2 separate regions of the Mus musculus genome follow, and region 1 is linked to region 2. The links are chromatin contacts, called in public HiChIP or PLAC-seq maps. All regions are on one chromosome and are shown on one strand. Each heading gives the region's core, a stretch centred on a gene start, on an enhancer-like site or on the middle of the called end of the contact. The rest is flanking DNA. Distances are from core to core; before and after follow the strand shown. Region 1 holds the start of Tead4 (TEA domain family member 4). Region 2 overlaps Tead4 (TEA domain family member 4).

Evidence for each region. HiChIP or PLAC-seq counts read pairs in DNA pulled down with a chosen protein or histone mark.
Region 1: a contact with region 2 is called in an H3K27ac HiChIP or PLAC-seq map of extraembryonic endoderm stem cells. The contact joins the promoter of Tead4 here to the enhancer-like site in region 2. A contact is called at or near these places in 22 of 39 promoter capture datasets (the 3T3-L1 cell line, 3T3-L1-derived adipocytes, the C10 cell line and 12 more), 7 of 15 datasets of contacts at CTCF or cohesin (the NIH/3T3 cell line, embryonic stem cells, liver and 1 more), 151 of 484 Hi-C or Micro-C datasets (the 4T1 cell line, the 63-12 cell line, the AML12 cell line and 70 more), 36 of 115 datasets of contacts at active chromatin or transcription factors (the NIH/3T3 cell line, Th17 cells, astrocytes and 19 more) and 4 of 9 other capture datasets (adipose tissue, embryonic stem cells, embryonic tail and 1 more).

The regions. Positions count from the first base shown.
Region 1 is chr6:128,298,541-128,302,226 of GRCm38.p6, reverse strand. Tead4 (TEA domain family member 4) reads left to right here and starts at 1,414. Exons shown (of 12, transcript NM_011567.2): 1 at 1,414-1,932.
Region 2 is chr6:128,223,734-128,227,244 of GRCm38.p6, reverse strand. It overlaps Tead4 (TEA domain family member 4), which reads left to right. Exons shown (of 12, transcript NM_011567.2): 12 at 1-102. Among named protein-coding and RNA genes, the nearest start is that of 9330102E08Rik, 42 kb to the right of the region's middle. Within about 2 kb of position 2,029, at least 31 of the 459 cell types and tissues checked have an H3K27ac peak or open chromatin away from gene starts, as enhancers often do. A contact at or near this core is called in the AML12 cell line, extraembryonic endoderm stem cells, pancreatic cancer cells and 1 more, where this site is marked.

The sequences.
Region 1 (3,686 bases), core at 165-2,664, 76 kb before region 2:
CTCTTATTTTCACACCAAACCTTCCTGAAACAGCGGTTGGTGAACTCAGGTTTCCATCAAGAGCTGGATCAAGGTCACCCCGCAGACCTGGTAGCAGAGACCTGTAATGGAATTCCAGCTATTCCTAAGGCTGAGGCCAGAGCAGCTGAGAGAGTTCAAGGTCAGCCTGATTAACTCAGTAGACTCAGTCTCAGAAACCAAAAGGAATCAAGGCTGGGGCCATAGCACACTGGTAGAGCATTGCCTAGCACACACAGGGAGTAGACATTAAACTGGGGAAAGTCACCCCAGTGCCTTGAATTAATTCTGTTGGTTTTGTTCTCAAATTCATGTGGATTTGCAATAATGAACTACTGTCTGGCTTCGACAGTGAACCTCTTGAAGGCAGGGGTCTGTTTCTGCACTGAGCTTGGTACCAGGTTCAATGAAGGAGTGTCCAATTAAGTGGTGGGACAGTCTGTACTTCACGCTCACAGATACGCTTGCTGCCTTGCAATGTTCTTTTCATGTGAATGGGATGTGACCAGGCTTTGTTATGACTCACCATTTAATAAGCTCACCAGAAGTTATACATCCAAATGAGGGCTGCATCCTTCAAAGTCCTCGCTTTGCGAGGCTGGATAGATACTCAGTCCCGTGGTGATGCTGGCATTTCCGTGGACTCTTTAGATCGCCTCTCTCGGTCACAACCCTGACATTTATAATACTTTCTTTCAGCGTCTCCCCGTGCTACCCTACCCTCATGTAGTATGTGTATCTCCATCTTGCGTTGTTAGCGTTGAGCAAACGATAAGATAATTCTGGAGATTTACTGCTGGCCCGAGTTTGTTTCACCAGCTCTGGCTGGGAGAGCCACACCAATAAAAGCTTAATGCTAGTGCTTCAGAGATTGTTTGATTTTGGGGAATAGTGAAGGCTTTTCTTTGATTTTAAGTTTCTCAAAGTGACAAGGTGAATGCGGGAGCTAGGTAGTAACTGATTTAAGCCAAATGGTTCTAAAGACTCGCAGCCCGAGCTCACGTGTTTCTCCTAAATTGATCTGGCACCCTTCTTTAAAACTCAGACTTCTAACTTCATGGCGACTCTGTCCTGTACCTTGGGTAACCAGCTAAGTTCCAGCTCTCTATGAACCACTGCTGGGACCTAATCTTTATTATTTCTCCCAGCATCCGGTAGACCCATGACTGGTCTCTCCTTTCCTGCTCTTTGAGAAGTGACAGTTCTGCAGATCCCAAGGGACAAGGAAAGAACTGAAAGACTGATGTTGGGGAGGGCTGGCGAGGGAAAGCGGTGGCGGATCTGGGAGCAGAGCCGGGAGTTCCTGCTTCCTGCTCCCGGAGCGAGTGTCCTCCGTAGCAGCCTCGGGGAAGGGAACAGCCCTTCCTGCTCCTGTCCGCGTACTCCAGGAGCGCAGCGAGGCGCGCCCCACCCCGGCGGAGGGGACGGTTTTCGGCTGGAGGTGGTGGAGAGACAGTTAGGACTCAACGCAACCCGGGGGTGTGGGGAGCTGGATGAGAGCGGGAAATCGGTAGATCAGAGTCAAGGGGTGTGGGTGCGAGCGGCGAGAGGCGCCGAGGGGTCCGCGGGGTTCCCGGGTGTCTCCGCCGTGTCCTGTCCCGTGGCCGCCCGCGGTTCCCGGGCTCCGCCCAGCCGTGGAGCCCAGCCTCTCTCTGGCCCGGTCTCCTCCCAAAGGTGCGGGTGGCAGCGCCACTCCCTCCGCTCCCTCCCCAGCCGCGCGCGTCTCATTCCAGCGCCCATTCCGTGCATTCCTGCCGGGCTCCTCTGCAAACTCCAGTCCCGGGGGTGGGGACCGGCCTCAGCTACGCGCTCGGGGCCCCGCAGCGGTCGCCGCGGCTGGAAGACTTGGCGCCCCGCGTGGACCTGCCGCAGCCGGCCGAGCTCTCCCACCCCGCCTCCCGAACCCTGGGACCGGTAAGGCTGCTGAGTTCGGAGGACACCCGCGTCCCGCGTGGTCCCGGGCAACACTAGGGGGCCAGTGGGGCACGTGCGGGCGGTGGAGTCTAGGGGCTGGACAGAGCAGGGTCGCTCGGCTGAAGTTGAGACTAACGAGCCTCAGCCAGGCCCTTTTCTACTTTTCTGCCTGGAGAAGAGAGCCCATAAGGGAGGTGTATTGCCTGGACCTTGTGCAGAGGTCCCCAGGGTTTGAGACGCCGTTGCTCCCCACGGTGAGAAGTGATGGGAGTGATGGACCGGAGTTCCCAAACTCCAAGGCACTATACTCTAGCAGGCAGCCCAGGGGCGCGCGCCGCGGTGCACACACGTGTCAGGGGGCTCCAGGCACACCCACACTCCGTCCGATTCAGTGAGTGAGTTCAAAGATAGGTATTACTGCGCCAGCATCCTTAAGTTTTGGGTGTTCCCGAGGAAGAGATATCTGTGCGCAGTGACTCACCTTGCTTCCAGGAGGAGGATTTGTTTGTGCTAAACGCGACCCTGTGTGCATCGCTACTTGAAGAAGGTGCTTGTCTGAAATCCCGAGTGTCGGAGTGGGCGTGGGTGTGCGATGCCTCCTCTCCAGGACTCTCCTCTCCAAGTCCTCGCTCTGAGGATGTTGGTTCTGGCTCTGACTTCTTCCTGAAGAACCGCGGCAGGGGACAATGTCTCCAAGTTCTTTGTGTTCAGGGAGAATTTGACAGTAGTAGTTGGAGGTGCCCCTCTTGCCATCCCTGCTGGGTTGAGCATTGCTGGCAGGAAGCTGCCTACACCTGCCCCCTTCCAGGCAGCTGTCTCTGTGAGGGAGTGTGGATCCTGTTCTGGCAAAATCCTTAGGGAACTGCTGGTAGGCTAAGCAAAGCTGAGATCTTTGTTTGCCCTTAGGGGCTAGGATGGTCATGTTTATGGGGGTGGACCCCCTAAAAGGAGAAGAGCTTGTTAGGTTGTTTCCTTTTGAGACAGAAGTTTCCTGCAGTTTAGGCTGGCATGATACGTCCACCTTAGTAAGAGGTGGCTTTCATTCTCCTGCCACTTTTTTTTTTTTTCCTGAGACAGAAGCAAAAGACCAAGGAGGCCTTGAACTCACAGCAGTCTCACCTCAGCCTTCTAAGTGCTGGGATGACAGGTCGGATTTACCAGGCTTAGTTGACCACTTTGGATACTATTTGTTGAGTGGTTGGTAGTGTTTCTAAGTTGTCTTCAAGGACAGGGGAGTCAGTGCTACCTGTGGGAACCTTGAAGCAATGAGGGGGAGACAATCTCTCATTCCTCAATAGCCAGGGTCTTGCTCTGGAACCCAGACTGGGTCCAAACTGGATGATCCTCTGCCTCAGTTTCCCCCTCGTTCTTCACAGTTAGCTAGGCTACCTTGTTTCTGTGGGGAAACGTGAGTGGTCCCTATAGGGAATGCTTTAGTGACAGCTGGGAAGGGGAGGCAGCCTCGGACTTGGTAGCTGAGGCCAGGATATTGACAGGAGAGTGGTGTGAGAGTCACAGACAGACTTGGCACCAGTGTTCTCGCTCATTAGCACAACTCCTAGGTGATGGCTAGGGTTTCTTGGAAGGAAGGAAGGAACAGAGAACCCTGTCAGGAGCGAGGGGGAGGGGCTCGTGTTTACCTTTCCTTCTCTCCTGCTGATATAGATTAGATAGTCTATTCCACCCTGCTCGGGCCATGCCTAGGAGAGAGACACTCTTATGGGTTAAGATCATGGGTTAAGAAACTCACAGGC
Region 2 (3,511 bases), core at 780-3,279:
CCCATCTGTAAAATGGGTATAACATTCACCTACCTCGTGTATGGACAGTGCCTCACACAGTGCTGAGCACATCCACATGTTCAATAAATATGCATTGGTACTAACCGTGAGAACTTCAACTCCAGCTAAGAACCCTGGCTGGAGAGCTATATGCACTAGGGTGGGGTGGTCCCTACAGTAACTGCCTGTCACAGAGAGGAGGAATCCGAGGGTCTCAGGGAAGAGGTAGTCCTTGAGGGAACAGGTTATGAGAGGAAGGTGGCTAATATTTATTGATGTTATTTCTGTGGTTTTTGGTGTTGGGGCCAAGGTTTGACACAGGCTAAGTGACTATGCCAGAAGTATGCAAATAGGCATATGGAAGGAGGTTGGCTGCATCTCAGATGAGGAAGACGGACAAGCCGCCCAGTCTTTCTGTAGCCCCAAATTCCTTCTCCTTAACTCAGAGCAATTTAACCCATATGCTGCTCCCTACCGTGTTAGGATGGTGGCTAGACCCAGGCCTCCTCCCTTCCTACTGCACTATGTAAAGGTCCTGCTATCAAACAGGGCCAGGGTCCCAGAAAGACTACTGCATCCCTGACCTTGTGACCAGGATTCACCAGTCCACGTGCAGGCCTATGTTTGCAGCCCTTCCCTCCCCCCCACCCCCCAACATCCTAGCCCTGGCCTCCTCCCCTGCTTATGCCGCCCAGGAGCAGAGCTCCTGCAAGCCCCAGCCTCAGACATTTCAGACTTCGATGTATGTAGTCAGCCTTTTTGGAACATGAAGGGTATAACCTTTTCCTATTGGAAGCAGGTCCGTTCAGATGTTCGGTCCCAGTGTGGGTCCTAAGTTTTTCCTGTGTTAACTGACCTCAGTGGCCTAATGGAAAGTCACCATATAAGACTGTCTTACTGCCTCTCCATTCAAGTTAACATGGCACTTGACTTAGGGAACCTCACTTATCCTGCCAAGCTGGTACTGTGCTGAAACCATTTGTCTTTTTTAGGTGAGATCTTCCTCTCTTGCCTGGGCTATTGATTCCAGTGATCCTCCTGCCTCAGCTTCCTGGGACTACAGGTGTTCCTCACTGTGCCCTGCTTTCCTATTTTAAAGACTGAAAAAACAAGGCCCAGAGAGCTTTGGGAAGTTGCTTAGGTTGTTGGTTGTATTTTTTTCATTTGTTTTGTGAGTGGTTGTTTGACTTCTGAGGTGTGGCAGACTCTGGGAATGCGTCCATGATCAGAATAGACAGGGTGGCTAGGAGTTTACTTTGGACTGAGGGGAGGGCAGTGACTGGAAACCAGTTAAGGAGACTTGTAGGTAGTGGGAAGTGCTGGGTGTGTGTGTGTGTGTGTGTGTGTGTGTGTGTGTGTGTGTGTGTGTGTGTACCCAAGGTCAGCTTCACTTTAAGGGAGGCTGTTGAGGTCTGACCTCTGCACTGACCACTGTAGAGAAGACAAGTGGATCGGAAGGAACATTCCGAGGGAGAATGGAGAGGCCTGGAGACAGGGAGGGGATGGGTGTGCCCCAGGGGTGTGCTGACTGACAGAGGTTGGACATACTGCCAGCGAACAGGCCAGGTAGGAAGGCAGGCAGCTCAGTCCTGTGGCCCCTGTGTTCCCTGTGTGGATGTGCACTTTGGAATGCTCTCAGGATGGTGGCAAGGCCTGGAGGTGTAGCAAGGGAACACATTCCTTTGATGCTATATTTAGAAATGAGCTCTAGAGCATTTGGTTTGTACAGAGGAGCAGGTGGAACTGTTGCTCCTGAGCCCATCTAGCCTGCTCCCCTGGGTGTCTGGGGCTGGAAACTTTTCTGGGTCTGCATCGCTTGGCAGCCAGGCTAAAGGCAAAAGAGAGTGAACCAGGCATGACCAGTGTCATTGGGTCTGTGAGATGACCAAGAGTCCCCAGAGTCCTGGGGATAGAGAGCCCTCCATCTTGGGAGTGGAAACCTTATGGTGTGTTATCTAGTTAGCAGGAAATGTTAGAGACAGGTGAAAATGTAGGGACAGGTGAAAGGTCTGTTGCCTCACAGGGTCTGACACTGATGGAGCAGATTGTGTCAACAATGTGTCACAGGAATGGAAAGAATGTGCCCTGAGTCCACCTCCCCACCCCACCCCACCCCAAAAAAACCCCATAAAACCAAAAATCAAATAAATGAATAAACACACACACACACACACACACACACACACACACACACACACAGAGAGAGAGAGAGAGAGAGAGAGAGAGAGAGAGAGAGAGAGAGCTTGTCTATGTATATGTGTAAGTGGCTGTGTCCTAGTCCTCTTCCATAGGCCTTGTGTCCCTAGTCTATGCACACTCAGTCTTTCCCAGGCTGGGGGTTGAGTCAGATGGCAGAGGTTGGAGGACTGAGGGAAGGCAGTGACTGTGGGCCAGTATAACACCTCTCTGGCCACCAGGCCAGAACAGTGGGAGCTGCCTCCAGGGTTGCTACCCAGGGGCCACCTGGGTCTGACCCCTGCTGAAAACCTGCTAGAGCTATGGTTGCAGGGTTCGGTGGCACCTTGGACAACCTATCTAACAGATCAGAAGGAAAACTACCTTTCCCCCCAAAGACTTGACTGTGTAGAATGTAGCTAACTAATATGCCCAGCCAGGCACCTGGCTGCACAGCTATAATTCCCTCTGCCCCCCAACTCCCAGGAGAAGAACGAGATCATCATGGACTACACAGTGAAGCCTAATCTCTGAAATAAATTTCTTTAAAAAGTGTCTGGAACTTGGCTTTTGTACATACACTTAGTGAATTAGAAAGGGCACAGGTATGTGTGTGCCTTCCTAGAGAGCCAGAGCCCAGGCCACGGGAATGGTGGCTTTTATTATTATTTTTTTTTTACACTCACAGATGTCTAATATTCAATTTTAAGGTTTTTGTAATTTTTTTTCTATGTAAGCCCCCTTCATCTCTTCAAATCCTCAGTAAAGTCTGCTACAAACACAGATATCTGCGCTCGTGTGATTTCTTTGTACAGAAATGGAGTTCTGTGCCTGTTACGGAGCACCCAGACCAGGAGTGCCCATAGGGCAGGTGCACACTGGAGCACACAGACCAGCGGTGCGCACAGGGCAGGTGAGCACTGGGACAGGGCCTGCTGAGCAGAGCCTATGGGAACAGGACCCGAACTCAGTGCTGAAGGAGTTAGAATACTCTTGAAAAGGGCGTCCTAGGAGGCTGGCTGTGGTTCCACAGCACTACTGGGCATCTTACTCAGCTCAACTGCTCTACTGTTCTAAATTGAACTGGTTTGGGGTTCACAGAGGTCTGATGCAGAAGCCCCGCCTGTACCTGCTGCATCTCCCACTCCCGGTCCTGAGCAGGGTTTGGGGAGGCCTTGCCTGGATGACTGCGCCTGCCCTCAGTGGACACCTTCCTCCCTGTACCAGACTCTGGAAGGACAGCAGATTCTTATTTGGGTTGGGAGTTGGGGACATGACTGAGAGGAGAGTTGGGGCTGAGAAGAGAAGCTGTGGTCAGCCCTGTGCTGAGACGTGG